2 separate regions of the Pan troglodytes genome follow, and region 2 is linked to region 1. The links are chromatin contacts, called in public HiChIP or PLAC-seq maps. All regions are on one chromosome and are shown on one strand. Each heading gives the region's core, a stretch centred on a gene start, on an enhancer-like site or on the middle of the called end of the contact. The rest is flanking DNA. Distances are from core to core; before and after follow the strand shown. Region 1 holds the start of CROCC2 (ciliary rootlet coiled-coil, rootletin family member 2). Region 2 holds the start of PASK (PAS domain containing serine/threonine kinase).

Region 1 (5,648 bases), core at 2,215-4,714:
ATAAGGCTGTAACTCCTTATCTCCTTGATAAGGAGATACAAGGTTATCCTTGATAAGGATAAGCAAGGTTTCCTGTTTCAAGGGAACAGTGACAAAACCGGTGATGGCGTATCTACAGACAGGTGTTCCTCTGAGCCCAGGAGGGTTCTTCCTCAGCCTCCGAAGCCAGGCAGGTCGGGCAGGACGAGGAGGACGGCATCTAGAATGGCCATGGGTGCCGAGTACTTTCCCCGGTCCCGGGGAGGGAGGCGTGAGGTCCAGAGAACAAGAGCTCAACCCCCATCAGGCTGTGGGTCAGGACTGGGCAGGGCCCCCCGAGCCCCGCCCTCCCGAGAGCCCACCCCACAGAACGCCTGCACTCAGGGAGGACCCTCTATCCCATCCTCCACTGTCCCAGGGCATTCCCGGGGGGCCCAGCCAGGCTCCGGCCAAGGCCTACCCTGTGGGTTCTTCTTCTACTCCAGCCATGGCCCTGGTCTGGGAGCCCCATAATGGACACCCAGCAGTGAGGCCTTGGGGGGCATGCACGGGGCTGGGCCAGCCCTCGTGTCCTGGAAAGGCGTCCTGGGGGGAATCCAGGCCACTGCCGGCAGGCGTGGGCTTTCCTGTACAGCCACAGAGGGGCAGGGTTAAGGGGGAGAAGCAGCAAAGGGGGAGAAGTGGAAAAGAAACGAGGATGCGTCCAATGGAGCAGCCAGGACCCCAAGGCTAAGAGGAGGTGGGCGGCAAGGAGGGCCTGCCTCGGGTCAGGGCCCCACCAAGAGGAGGGACCAACCTTCATGGTTCACCAGGACTCTCCCAGGAAATCCCTCCTCCCTGGGCAAACCCTGCAGTGACTGAGGAAAAGGAGCACGGGAGGACATCTGGGAAAATCATGGACTTGGAGCTGCCGCAGGCGGGGGAGGCTGAACTGCAGGCGGCCACGCCCACCCCAGATGGCACAGAGGCTCCAGGCGATGCCCGCCTAGACCGACAAAATCCCATCCTCACATTTGGTCTCATCCAGGGCAACTCCACAGCCAGAAGGAACTTTCTAAAACTCAAACAGGCCGGGCGCAGTGGCTCATGCCTGTAATCCAGCACTTTGAGAGGCCAAGGCGGGAGGATTGCTTGAGGTCAGGAGTTCAAGAGCAGCCTGGTCAGCATGGTGAAACCCCGTCTCTACTAAAAATACAAAAATAAGCTGGGCATGGTGGCAAGTGCCTCTAATCCCAGCTACTCCGGAGGCTGAAGCAGGAGAATCACTTGAACCTGGGGGGCGGAAGTTGCAGGGAGCCAAAATAGCGCCACTGCACTCCAGTCTGGGAGACAGAGCGAGACTCCATCTCAAAAATAAATAAATAAATAAAAATAAAATTAAACACAGATGGGAGCCCCTGCCCACCGGCCCTCCTGAGAGCCGTCACCTGCAGAGGCCACAGGGGGTGTCTCCACCTGGCTGGGCCCAGTGCACGTCACCTTTGGCCTGGATGTACGGCTTCAGGTCAGGGTGTCTCTCCAACACCCCCACTCAGGCCACCGGGCCACCCCTGAACATGGGCATCTGTGTCAGGACTGACACAGGACTTGCTTCTGGCGTATGAGGTCTTATCTCCACCTATCCAAGAGGCTCGCATGGGAGATCACACCAGCCTCCCAGCCACTCCCCACCGTCCACAGGTCCACACGGATGCCCCTTCCTCACTCTACCCGCCCTGCCGTCCACAGGTCCACATGGATGCCCCTTCCTCACTCCACCCACCCTGCCCCCAGCAGGAACTCTCACCAGAGGCCAGGGCCACACCCTCTAAGCCCTGACCCACCTCAGGGGAGTTCAGCGGAGCCCCAGCAGGAAACGCTGCCCCTCCCCACTCAGGCTGAGGCATGGAGGGCAGGACTCTCCATGGCCACAGGGCCTCCCAGGACTCTGAGGGTAGGCGACCGGCAGTCTTGGATCCCTGGGGGATCTGGAGGCTGCTCAGGGAGGGGCCCAGCCCATGGAGTGGGTGTCCTCAGTCTGGACCTGAAGCCAGAGGTCATGCTTGGGCCAGAAGCACGAGGTTCGGAAGGACTGACTAGGCCCCTGGCACCCCAGGGACTGTCCAGTGAAGCCCAGCCTGGATGTCCATGGGGCCATGTCTGGCCAGAGAGCCTGGCCTGTCCCTGCAGGACCACCCTGGAGGTTGTCCTCAGGAGTGGGGGTGAACAGAGCACAGGCGTTTCTCTGGGAGGGCTCCTTTTGAGTACAGGTGCCTCTGCTTCTTGAATTTCGCCTCTGAGGAGGTGGCCTGGGCCCTCAGCCCCTCTCTCAGCAGCCCCAGGGACAAACATGCAGTCCCCCAAGTTGGCATCCACCTCCACTGCCCGGGCCCCTGTGGCCTTGCTGGGCAGGCTGCCTCCCAGTCTCCTGGGCTGGCTCCAAGAACCTGGGTCTCTGAGAGACTCGGAGATGTACCCGTCCCCAGAGGCCCCTGAACAGGGCAGCCTTTCATGGGAGGGCAGCCACTCCTGCTACAGGGCCCACCTCTGCGGCTGTCCCTTCCCCAGAGGGACTCCTGCCAGCATCAGCTCAAGGAGGTCCCAGCTCAGAATGAGGAGCCCCAGAGGGAGTGGAATGGGGCGGAAACGCTGGCATGGCTGCCTGCCAGGCACCTGACTTCATCCGAGGCCCCGGGAGGCCCAGGCTCCGAGCCACAGAGCTCAGCGTCTGTAGGGACAGCCGGCCTGGAGGTGGCAGGCATGGCCCTGCTCCTCTCCCATTGCCTCACCTATGGGAAGCTGCCCTGCCCTGGCATCCAGACAGCCCCTGGCAGCCCCTGGGGTGGGAAGCCGTGGGCAAGTTCTGCAGACCCTCCACCATGCATGCTGACCAGGGCCTTCTCCCCTTCGGACAGGGTGGCTGGCAGTCCTTTCCGATTCCAGAGGGTGGGAAACAGTGCAGCTTCCCAGGGCAAGGGTGGACCCATGGGCAGGTGACTCTGAAGGGCTCTAGCGGGAGTCAGACTCCAGAAGGACTCACAGGTGCAAGGCCAGGAAGACAAGCTTCCTTTGCCCCTCAGGCAGGCAGCGTCCCTCTCCAGGCCTCAGTCCACCACCTGTGACGACCACTACGTTCTTTGACAAATGTTTTTCAAAAGTCATAGTTTATGAGTCCAGATCAAGGAAGACCAGTGATCTGCGTGCTGCCTCTGCCTGCCGTGTGTCCAGCAAGCACACAGCTCCCCCTGGAGCGAATGCGGGAGGGGGTGTCTGGGAGAAAGGCCAGCCCCTCCCAGGTGCCGTTGCTCAGGTAGACAGTTTTACCCAGGGCGTCTCCAGGTCTCCAGGCAAAACTGCTTCCAGCCAACAGCGTTCCTTTGTCCCCATAGCAACAGGGTCCTGCACTCCTGTTTCCAGGGAAACCTAGCTCTCAGCGTCCCGGTTGCCACAGCAACGCCTACGGGCTCAGCTGGCCATACTGTCTTACCCACAGGGCAAGAGCAACTGGGTGCCCAGGCTCGGGACACAAGACTGCAGAGCCAGGTGCCACACAGGTGTGGGGCCCGTGGACCAAGGAAGACCCTGGCCAGTTGGAGGAGAATTGCCAGGTAGCAAAGCCCAGCCTTCTCTGGGGTCCTGCGCTCTGGGCTGCAATGAGCTCTGCCTCCAGTGAGCCTGGCAATGGGGACGCCTCCCAACAGCCCCTACTGGGGCTGGACACCGTGATCCAGGTCAGTGGGGTGGTCACTTCCCTGCACCCTCCTGAGAGCAGGTTGCCAGGACACTTTGGAAGGGACGCGGCAAAGAGAGGGGATGGCCAGGAGGCACCTTCCTGGCTCCCGGGGCACTTTCCACTTGCTCACGTGTTTGCCTTGAGCGTGCAGCCAGTCACGGATGCAAGCAGGTGCACCTGCACGCACACACAGGCAGCCTTCAGCCAGGAGAGAGAGCCTGGGGAGAGAGGGCCCAGGGCCGCTGCTGGCTATAGACATTCAGGTGGCCGGCGTCCCTTGCAGCCACAGGTTTGCAGGGTGGAGAGAGAGCCCGGGGCCGCTGCTGGCTGTGGACGTTCAGGTGGCCGGCGTCCCTGGCAGCCACAGGTTTGCAGGGTGGAGAGAGAGCCCGGGGCCGCTGCTGGCTGTGGACGTTCAGGTGACTGGCGTCCCTGGCAGCCACGGGTTTGCAGGTTGCGCACTGGGGTGGGGACGGGCAAGCAGCCCTTGGTGCTGACATTCTGGGACCTCGTTCACTGCCCTCCCATGGCCAAGTGTGGGGCCAGCAGGGCCTCTCGGGGGCAGTGTTCCCGTCGCTGCACATTTGTGGGAGGCTGTGGCTCAGCCCTAGTGTCTATTCTGTGGCTTCCAGATGTTCTGGTTCTGTCTTCGTAGCACCTGGTGTGTGACAACAGTGGCTGGGAATTGTCCCATGTCCCTCTCCCCTTGCCTCCCTACTTCCCAGAGCCCACCTAGGACCCAGCCTGCGGTCCCACCTCGGATATCCCTCCTCCCTGCACTGCCGTCACCTGCTGCTGACCACCACAGCCAGGCGGCCCCACCTCCAACGGACCCCTCGGGACCCCAGGGAACCCCTGACGAACTGGCTTACTCATGGTTGCTTGTTAACCCAGCTCTTAGCATCTCAAAACTATGCCACGGCAGGCTGACATGGCCCTATCCAAACAATACAGATCACCTGAAAAGAGAAATGGCCACAGCTGGTGCAGGTGACCGAGTGACAGGGTAGATGCAGGGTTTGCTCACACACAGGGCTGCATGAGGACTCAAGGGCAGGATATTTGAATCAGGTGATGCAACAAGACAAAGAGGTGCCGTGGGGTGAGCTCTACCTCCTCCACCTGGGGTGAGCTCTACCTCCTCCACCTGGAGCTCGGCCAGCTCTGCCTGGGTGTTGGCTCCATGAGTTCTGAGAGCAGGGCTGGTGAATGGAGGCTGGAGAGCCAGCACACTACGTTTACAGGACACTGCAGCCCTGTGAGGATTCTCAACCCTTCGGATGTCAGGAAAGCCAAGGCGTAAGGGTTGGAGGGAGCTGCTGTGGTTAGCGGCTGGTCTGAGGGGGAACCCAGGCCGGTGCTGACATCAGGCAGGGGCATGAGCACTGTGCAAATGTGGCTGAGAGATGCTTTGCTTTGCCTGCCCCCAAATTCCCACTGTCCCCAGGAAACTCATCTGGAGGCTACGCAGGCCCCAGTGAAGACTGCTCTGCCTGCCCTGCTGACACCTGTTATTTTTGCTGTAGTGATTGAGATCTTGATGCCATTACCCCAGAGTGAGCAGGGAGCAGGTGGGTGCCAGACGCCCAGATCAGCTGTCCAGATGGGCAGCAGAACCGTAGGGACCCTCCACCCTCCAGCTACAGCCTGGGAGACCGCAGGGCCTGAGGAAGGCTGTGGCTTGAGGATGCAGGAGGCCCCCCGTGACCAGGGGTGGTGGCTCTGGACGGATGGCGAACATGCTCCCAGGCCCGGAGGAGCCTCTCTGACATCCCTCTTCCTCCGGCCACAGCTGCTCTCCCCTCCTTTGGAAGCCCCCCAGCAACCTCTGCACAGCACCCCAGAATGCCCCCACCCCAGAGCTGGAATTGGATGTAAAGGGGCAGGCTTGGAAACTCTCAACCTCTGTCCCTGGGGTGAGCAAGTCGGACTTGGGGAATGCAAAGCCCCCTGAAAT
Region 2 (6,222 bases), core at 2,748-5,247, 260 kb after region 1:
CTTTTCACTTAGATTTATATTTCAGAGAAATTTTTGCAAACAGATAAGAAGACACCAGAATGTTCGGGACAGTATGGTTCTCAATGGCAAAGAGACAGGCAGAAAAAAGGGAGGGAAGAAAGGGAGGGAGTGCGGGAGAGAGGGAGGAAAAAAGGAAATGAAACCCAAACACTCTTCAACAAGAAAATAGATTTTAAATTCTGGTAGATTCATACCACTAATTACAGCAGTGAAAACAAATGAACTACACACAAGGGTGAATCTTAGCCATATACGAGCGGAAAAAATCAAGTTACGGAAGACAATCAGCGGGAGGATTCCTTTGTCATGAAATAATCTAAATAAGTAGTTCAGGGAAACACACCTATGTAATTAAACTACTTCTTAAATAAGAGACTGGTAAACCTAAATTTCAGGCAGGTGGGTCTCTCTGGGTCAGGCAGGTGCAAGAGTGGGGAAGAGGCACAAGGGCACAGGTCCCCTGATTTCCTAATTTGGGTGATGGGTTCAAATGCATCCACTCTGCTGGTACAATTCATGACTAACACTGCCTTTATTCTTTTGTATGAATAAACTGATACGGCCAAAAAATTCAGAGACATTCACACACAAACCCAGCCTAGGACCCTAGAAGGCAAAGGCTCTGCAAACCTGCAGATGTGTAGGAAGCTATTACATATAGGGTTTGGGGTTCGAGTGTGCAGCTTTCCTACAAGCAGCAACAATGAATGGGACCTTTAGTCACAGGTTTACATCTCCTTCTCTAAGCATCCAAATGCACTAATTATTGCCATAATAAATAACAATGACATGATTATAGTGTGAGGCAGTTTTTTCTACTTTTAGAACCAACCTATAGACAAAGCTCAGGACACTTAATTATAGCTTCAGAATACATTGTAAATGTTGTAAAACCTTACTTTCTTTAAAAAAGTAATATAACTCTTCAGAATACATTGTTAGAAAACTTTAATTCCTAAAAAATATAACTCTTCAGACTGCAATGTCAATGTTACAAAACTATTTTAAAAAGTCATATACCCAGTACTCTGGGAGGCCAGGCAGATTACTTGAGCCCAGGAGTTCGAGATCAGCCTGGGCAACATAGGGAGACCCCATCTCTACAAAAAAAAAAATTAAAAATTAGCAAGGTGTGGTGGCACATGCTGGTAGTCCCAGCTGCTTGGGAGGTTGAGGTGGGAGAATCGCTTCAGCCCAGGAGGCGGAGGCTGCAGTGAGAGGACACAGCACCACTGCACTCCAGCCTGGGCCACAGAGCAAGACCCTGTCTCAAAAAATAAAATAATAAAAAAGTAATATAACTATTCAGAATATATTGTAAATGTTACAGAAGTTTCTTTGTAAAAGTAACTAACATGAGATGGAAAGGGGGAAAAAAAGCAAAGGGAGGGTAAGGGCATGCAATTTTTTGTCCTTCATGGAGAAAGTAAATAAATACCAACTAAAGTTGTGGAAGTTTAATTAGGTTACTGAGAGTTACAAGCCTATCCAGGAGGGAAACTGATGGGACCCTCTGCGGGAGCGGGGAGGACAGCAGGAAAGATGCATCCTTTTTCCCGCTGTGCCTCCTGGGCGTCTGAGGTCCACGTGGGCCAGTTTGTCACTGAACAGCATAGGCCCCTGGAGCCTCCCGTGCACTCCACAGCCACAGCCTGGCCTCAAGAAAGAATAGAGCCTGGCTTCACATGACCTTAGATCACTAAATTTTGACTCAGACATTAACCAGAAATACCTGCACGTCCAGGCCCAAATTTTTTAAATTGTCCTTTGTATCCACTGTGAGCTGCAGACACGGGAACCCAAACCCAGCAGACAGCACCTAATGGTGCCACCGAGTAACCATATTCCCATTGCTAGTTTTGATTCCAGAATACACAAGTGACCCCACCTCAGACCAAACAGAAGCAAGGACAACTTTGCAGGGAGCATCTCGGCGAACTTCTAGAAGCAACTGTCCCCCTCCCACCAGAACATAAGCTAAGAAGCAAACAGCTCCCATTGCTGTCAGCACAGCTGTACAACAAAAAGGAGAACCAGTTTCAGGATGAGGCCAACAAGGTGAACAATGCAGTAGAACACAGCAAGCATGTCAGTCCTGGAGGAGGCACCTGCAGAGCCGGGCCCTTCCAAGCAGAGTGAAGAAGTCTTTCAGAGGCAAAGCCTCCCAGAGAGGAGTTCAGTACCCAGAAGAGTAGGTGGACGTGGGCCTGGAAGGGCCAAGCATGAGCCCAGAGCCTCCTATGCCTGCCCAAAGTCTTAATTTTATCCCCAAAATGAACTTTTAAGGATTCAATGCTTAGGAGTAACATGGCCAGATATGCATTTTACAAAGATTACTCCAGGGACCATGTCGGTGCAAGGCTGGAAAGCAGGAGAAAGGCTACAGTAATCCAGGCAAGAAATTATAAAGTCTTAAATTAAGGTAGCAGCAGAAAGATGAAGAGAGGGAACCCCTAAGAGAAAAATGGACATCGAATGGTACTGAGATGCGGAAGGTAAGGACGAGAAAGGCCTCAAGACGGCAGCGCAGGCCCCTGCCGTACTCTGGGAAAGAAAAATTAGTGAAAAGATTAAGGCTCAAGTCCGGGTCTTTGCTGTAACCACGAGCGCGGGCGGCGCGCGCCCCCGACCCCGCGGCGCCGGCTGAGCCCGCAGGGACCCACACGCCCAGAGCGGGAGGCTGGCGGGATCCGGGCTGGTTCTCCTGGAGCTCGCCCCGCAGGGCGGGCTGCGGTGAAGAGAGCGCAGGGTCCCGAGGCGACCCGAGGCGCGGGGCCTCGGCGCCCGCCGGGCAGGCTACACTGAAGGGCACCCCGAAGACGCTGGGGGCGCGGGGCCCAGGGCCAACGGCCGAAACCCCGCCGCGATTTGGGCACGGAAAGGACGCGGGCTCGGCGGTGCGCGAAGGGCGACGGGCGCAGGGGCGGGAGACCCGGGGTCGGGCTGGTCTAAGAGTCGGGCGGCGGATCCTCGTGGGCCAGGGGCGCGGAGCCGCGCAGGCCCCACAGCGGCCCTGGGGAGATTGCGGAGCCCGGCCCGCTCTCCCGAGCGCAGGTATCTCACCTGGATCCGGCGAGGGTCACGCCAAGCCGGCTACACACCACGGAAAGGAGCCCCTCCGCGCTTTTATCCCACCGACCAATCGCACAGCGACTCGCACCGATTGACAAGCTCCACGGACCAACCACTTGCGCGTATGGGCGGGACTAAGCTAGCCAGAGTCCAGAAGCCCGCGCTAACGGTTGCTAGGGACGCACCAAACACCCCCTACGGCGCTTCGGAGGAGCCAAAGGAATAATGGGCGCCTCCGCCCCCGGGCCGGGCGGATGCGGTTTCCTCCCGACTTGCGATCAAAATGGGTGAGTAGCGCAGAGCTCGTCTCTTGGAGGCCTCTTTCTGAAGGCGGAGGACGCGGGGCGGCTCGTTCATGGGCCGGGTGGCTCCGCAGGGTAGACGAAGGCTGCAGCGTCCGCACTGGGCTGGGAACGGCTTGCAAGGGGAGCCCGGATGGCGCCCCGGAGCCAGCCAGCTGGCTAGCGGCCCCACCAGCGCAAGTGCCCCGCACCTGCCCGCCTGCTCTGCGCGTCAAGAGAAGGCGGCATTTCGCATGGGTAAAATCCGCGCGAGGACGCTGGGAGAATGTTGTTGCTCTTGCCGTTCGGCCCATTGTACAGACGCAGCCAGCGAGGCTCGCAGAGGTCAGGGATGCACGTAGGACTGGCCCGCACCTTGCAGCCACGGAAAGATCCGCCTGGCCCGCGGCCCCTCCACGCCTCCGAGGTCGAGACAGTGACATAAGTCAACTCTCGAGCCCAGGGCGTCTCTCCACTCTGCCTAGACGTCCACTCCGTCTGCCTGCAGCTACGGCTCTGTGCGTCCCGCTTCGACTCCCTCTGCTTTCCTTCCCAGCTTCTCGCCTCCAGACTGTTCCGGCTCCGCTGCCTGAAATTACCTGCTCTGGGGGAGGCGCGGCGCGCGGCCTCATGACGGAACTACAACTCCCATGAGGCGCTGGGCCCACGCAGGCGCGGCGCGGCTGAAGTCGCCGCGCCGGAATCCCATTGGCAGGGCCGGCTCTGAGGCGGGAGCCCTGATTGGCTGAGGGGTCTGAGGCGACAGATTCCGGAAAGGCGAAGAGCAGCCAACATGGCGGCGGAACGCGGCGCGGGGCAGCAACAGTCGCAGGAGATGATGGAGGGTGAGCGGCCCCTGCGGGCGGCGGCCCAAGGGCCCAGCGGGCGGGGGGAGCTGCGGGCTGGAACTGCTCCGTGCCTGAGAGAAACTCCACGTCCTGCCTCTGGCCGCCGCCGCGCGGCCCCCTGACAGCTGACAGCCGGACCCGGGGGAGCGGGGGAGGCGCTGGACCTCGGGGGATCCCCGGCCCGTGGGCGGCAGCGGCCGGGAAGGACCCAGAGCTAGGGGGAGAGCCGCGGCGCGAGGCCAGGCCGGGGGTGGGGCTGAATGGGACGCGGTGGCTCCATTCAGTCCCGTTGGAGCCTCGCCCCGAGCCTCTGAGATTGACGGGCGGGGGAGCCTCCTCGGTCAGCTGACGAGGAAACTGAGGCGCTGGGATCTACCAGAGTCTGCTCCTTGGTTCACGTGGTGAGGGTGGAGAAGGGTCTTCTCTTGAAATCGAATGGACTGTTGGGAAGGGGTAACAAGGAACCAGAAGATTGAGTTACACAAGGTGATACCTGTTTTCAAAGCTGTCATAGTTCCAAAAAGTCTAAATTCAACTTTCTTTCTTCCTCCTCATTCACTTTGTTGAAAAAAAAAAAAACCACATGCATATATGTATATGTTATACGTGCACATGTATTTGTATATAATTTTCTGCATATCTGTAGGTACAGTCGTATACGTGCATGTACAGTATGTGTAGAAACATGCGTGCACACACCCACTTAGCAACTGGGGAATCAGTTGTGTCTGTCATCAAGTGCTTAAGTACTTTTGGGTCCCATGGTTTGGTGAGGGGTACAGACCTCCCAGAAGCAGTCACTGCCTTATGTGAAAGTGGTAGGGAAGAGGAATGTGGAGCTGGGGAAGGAGGGCGGGTGCAGCAGGAAGGCCTGACATGTTTGGGAGTGGTGACAGCTGCAGAAGAAGGGCGAGCTCTGAGCTGGAGCCTGAAGAATAACTCGAAGGCAACGAGGTTGGGGATAGGGTGAGGGAAAAGAACAAGAATCACTCAAGACGAAGAAAACTGTGGTCAAAAGGTGTGGAGGAGAGTTTGACCAAATCATATGTGGTGGGGATGGGGGCGGTAGTGTTAAGGGTCTTGGACTTCATACCCTTTGAGTCTTTTTAAGAAGTGCCTCTTCATATCCTCCCACTCCCTCTTCAGCTGTTTCCATGTCTTGGTAAATGACAGATATAAAAGCCCGGCTTTTCTCTCTGTCCCACTCCCACCCATGTCCCATTAGTCAAGGAGCTCTGACTTTTACTTTTGAAAGTATCTCCAAATCTCCGATACGTCCTCCATTCCCATTGCCAGTACCTTAACTCAGACCTTCATCACATCTAGGCTAGATTGATTGTCCCTGTTCACCAGCCCATCATCCCCAGTACACCAAAGTCATTTTCTTACATGCGGATCCACTGTCCCATGTTCCAGACCCTCTCTGCTGCCCTCAGGCTCCACTTTGGCCAACCTTCGTTAGCTAAGCCTTTGCTAACCTCACACCACTCCTCCTCTTACTGGGGTTTTTGTGCCAGATTGTCATGCAGTCGAACTTTCTCTCCCTGAGCCTGGACCACCAAGTGACCTGTGCCTGGTGGTGACTAATTTGTTAAATATCTACTGCATGTCATGCACCTGCTAACTGCTCTTGTGCCTTTTCTAATGTAACCATGACAGCAACTTGCTGAGGCATAGGTTCTATACTAGCTCCCTTCCACAGACTAGGAGATTGAGGCTTTCAAATGGAAACGATTTGCCAAAGCTGCATCTCTAGCAGCAAGATGCAAACTCAGGAAGAGCATTCCAGAAATACTTTTGGACTCAAAAGATCAGATTTGGATTTTAGAATTAGATCAGACTCTCTGGCAGGGGAGAATAGGTTAAGCAGGGCAAGACAAGTCACAGAGATGAGTTAGGAGGCAGGGCAGGAGCCCAGGCTGCAGCTAATAAGTAAGTGAGCCACCGTCATTGCGGGGGTAGGGAAGAAGAGATGGATTTGGAGGTTTTAGAGGTGGGTT

The links. HiChIP or PLAC-seq counts read pairs in DNA pulled down with a chosen protein or histone mark.
Region 2: a contact with region 1 is called in an H3K4me3 HiChIP or PLAC-seq map of stem cell-derived excitatory neurons, with 6 times the contacts expected there. The contact joins the promoter of PASK here to the promoter of CROCC2 in region 1. A contact is called at or near these places in 1 of 7 Hi-C or Micro-C datasets (stem cell-derived neural progenitor cells) and 1 of 1 datasets of contacts at active chromatin or transcription factors (stem cell-derived excitatory neurons).

Annotation. Positions count from the first base shown.
Region 1 is chr13:143,192,636-143,198,283 of NHGRI_mPanTro3-v2.0_pri, forward strand. CROCC2 (ciliary rootlet coiled-coil, rootletin family member 2) reads left to right here and starts at 3,465. Exons shown (of 31, transcript XM_024354729.3): 1 at 3,465-3,689. The coding sequence starts at 3,612.
Region 2 is chr13:143,449,022-143,455,243 of NHGRI_mPanTro3-v2.0_pri, forward strand. It overlaps PASK (PAS domain containing serine/threonine kinase), which reads right to left and starts at 3,998. Exons shown (of 18, transcript XM_009444720.4): 1 at 3,750-3,998. PPP1R7 (protein phosphatase 1 regulatory subunit 7) reads left to right here and starts at 3,275. Exons shown (of 9, transcript XM_016950916.4): 1 at 3,275-3,380. The coding sequence starts at 3,377.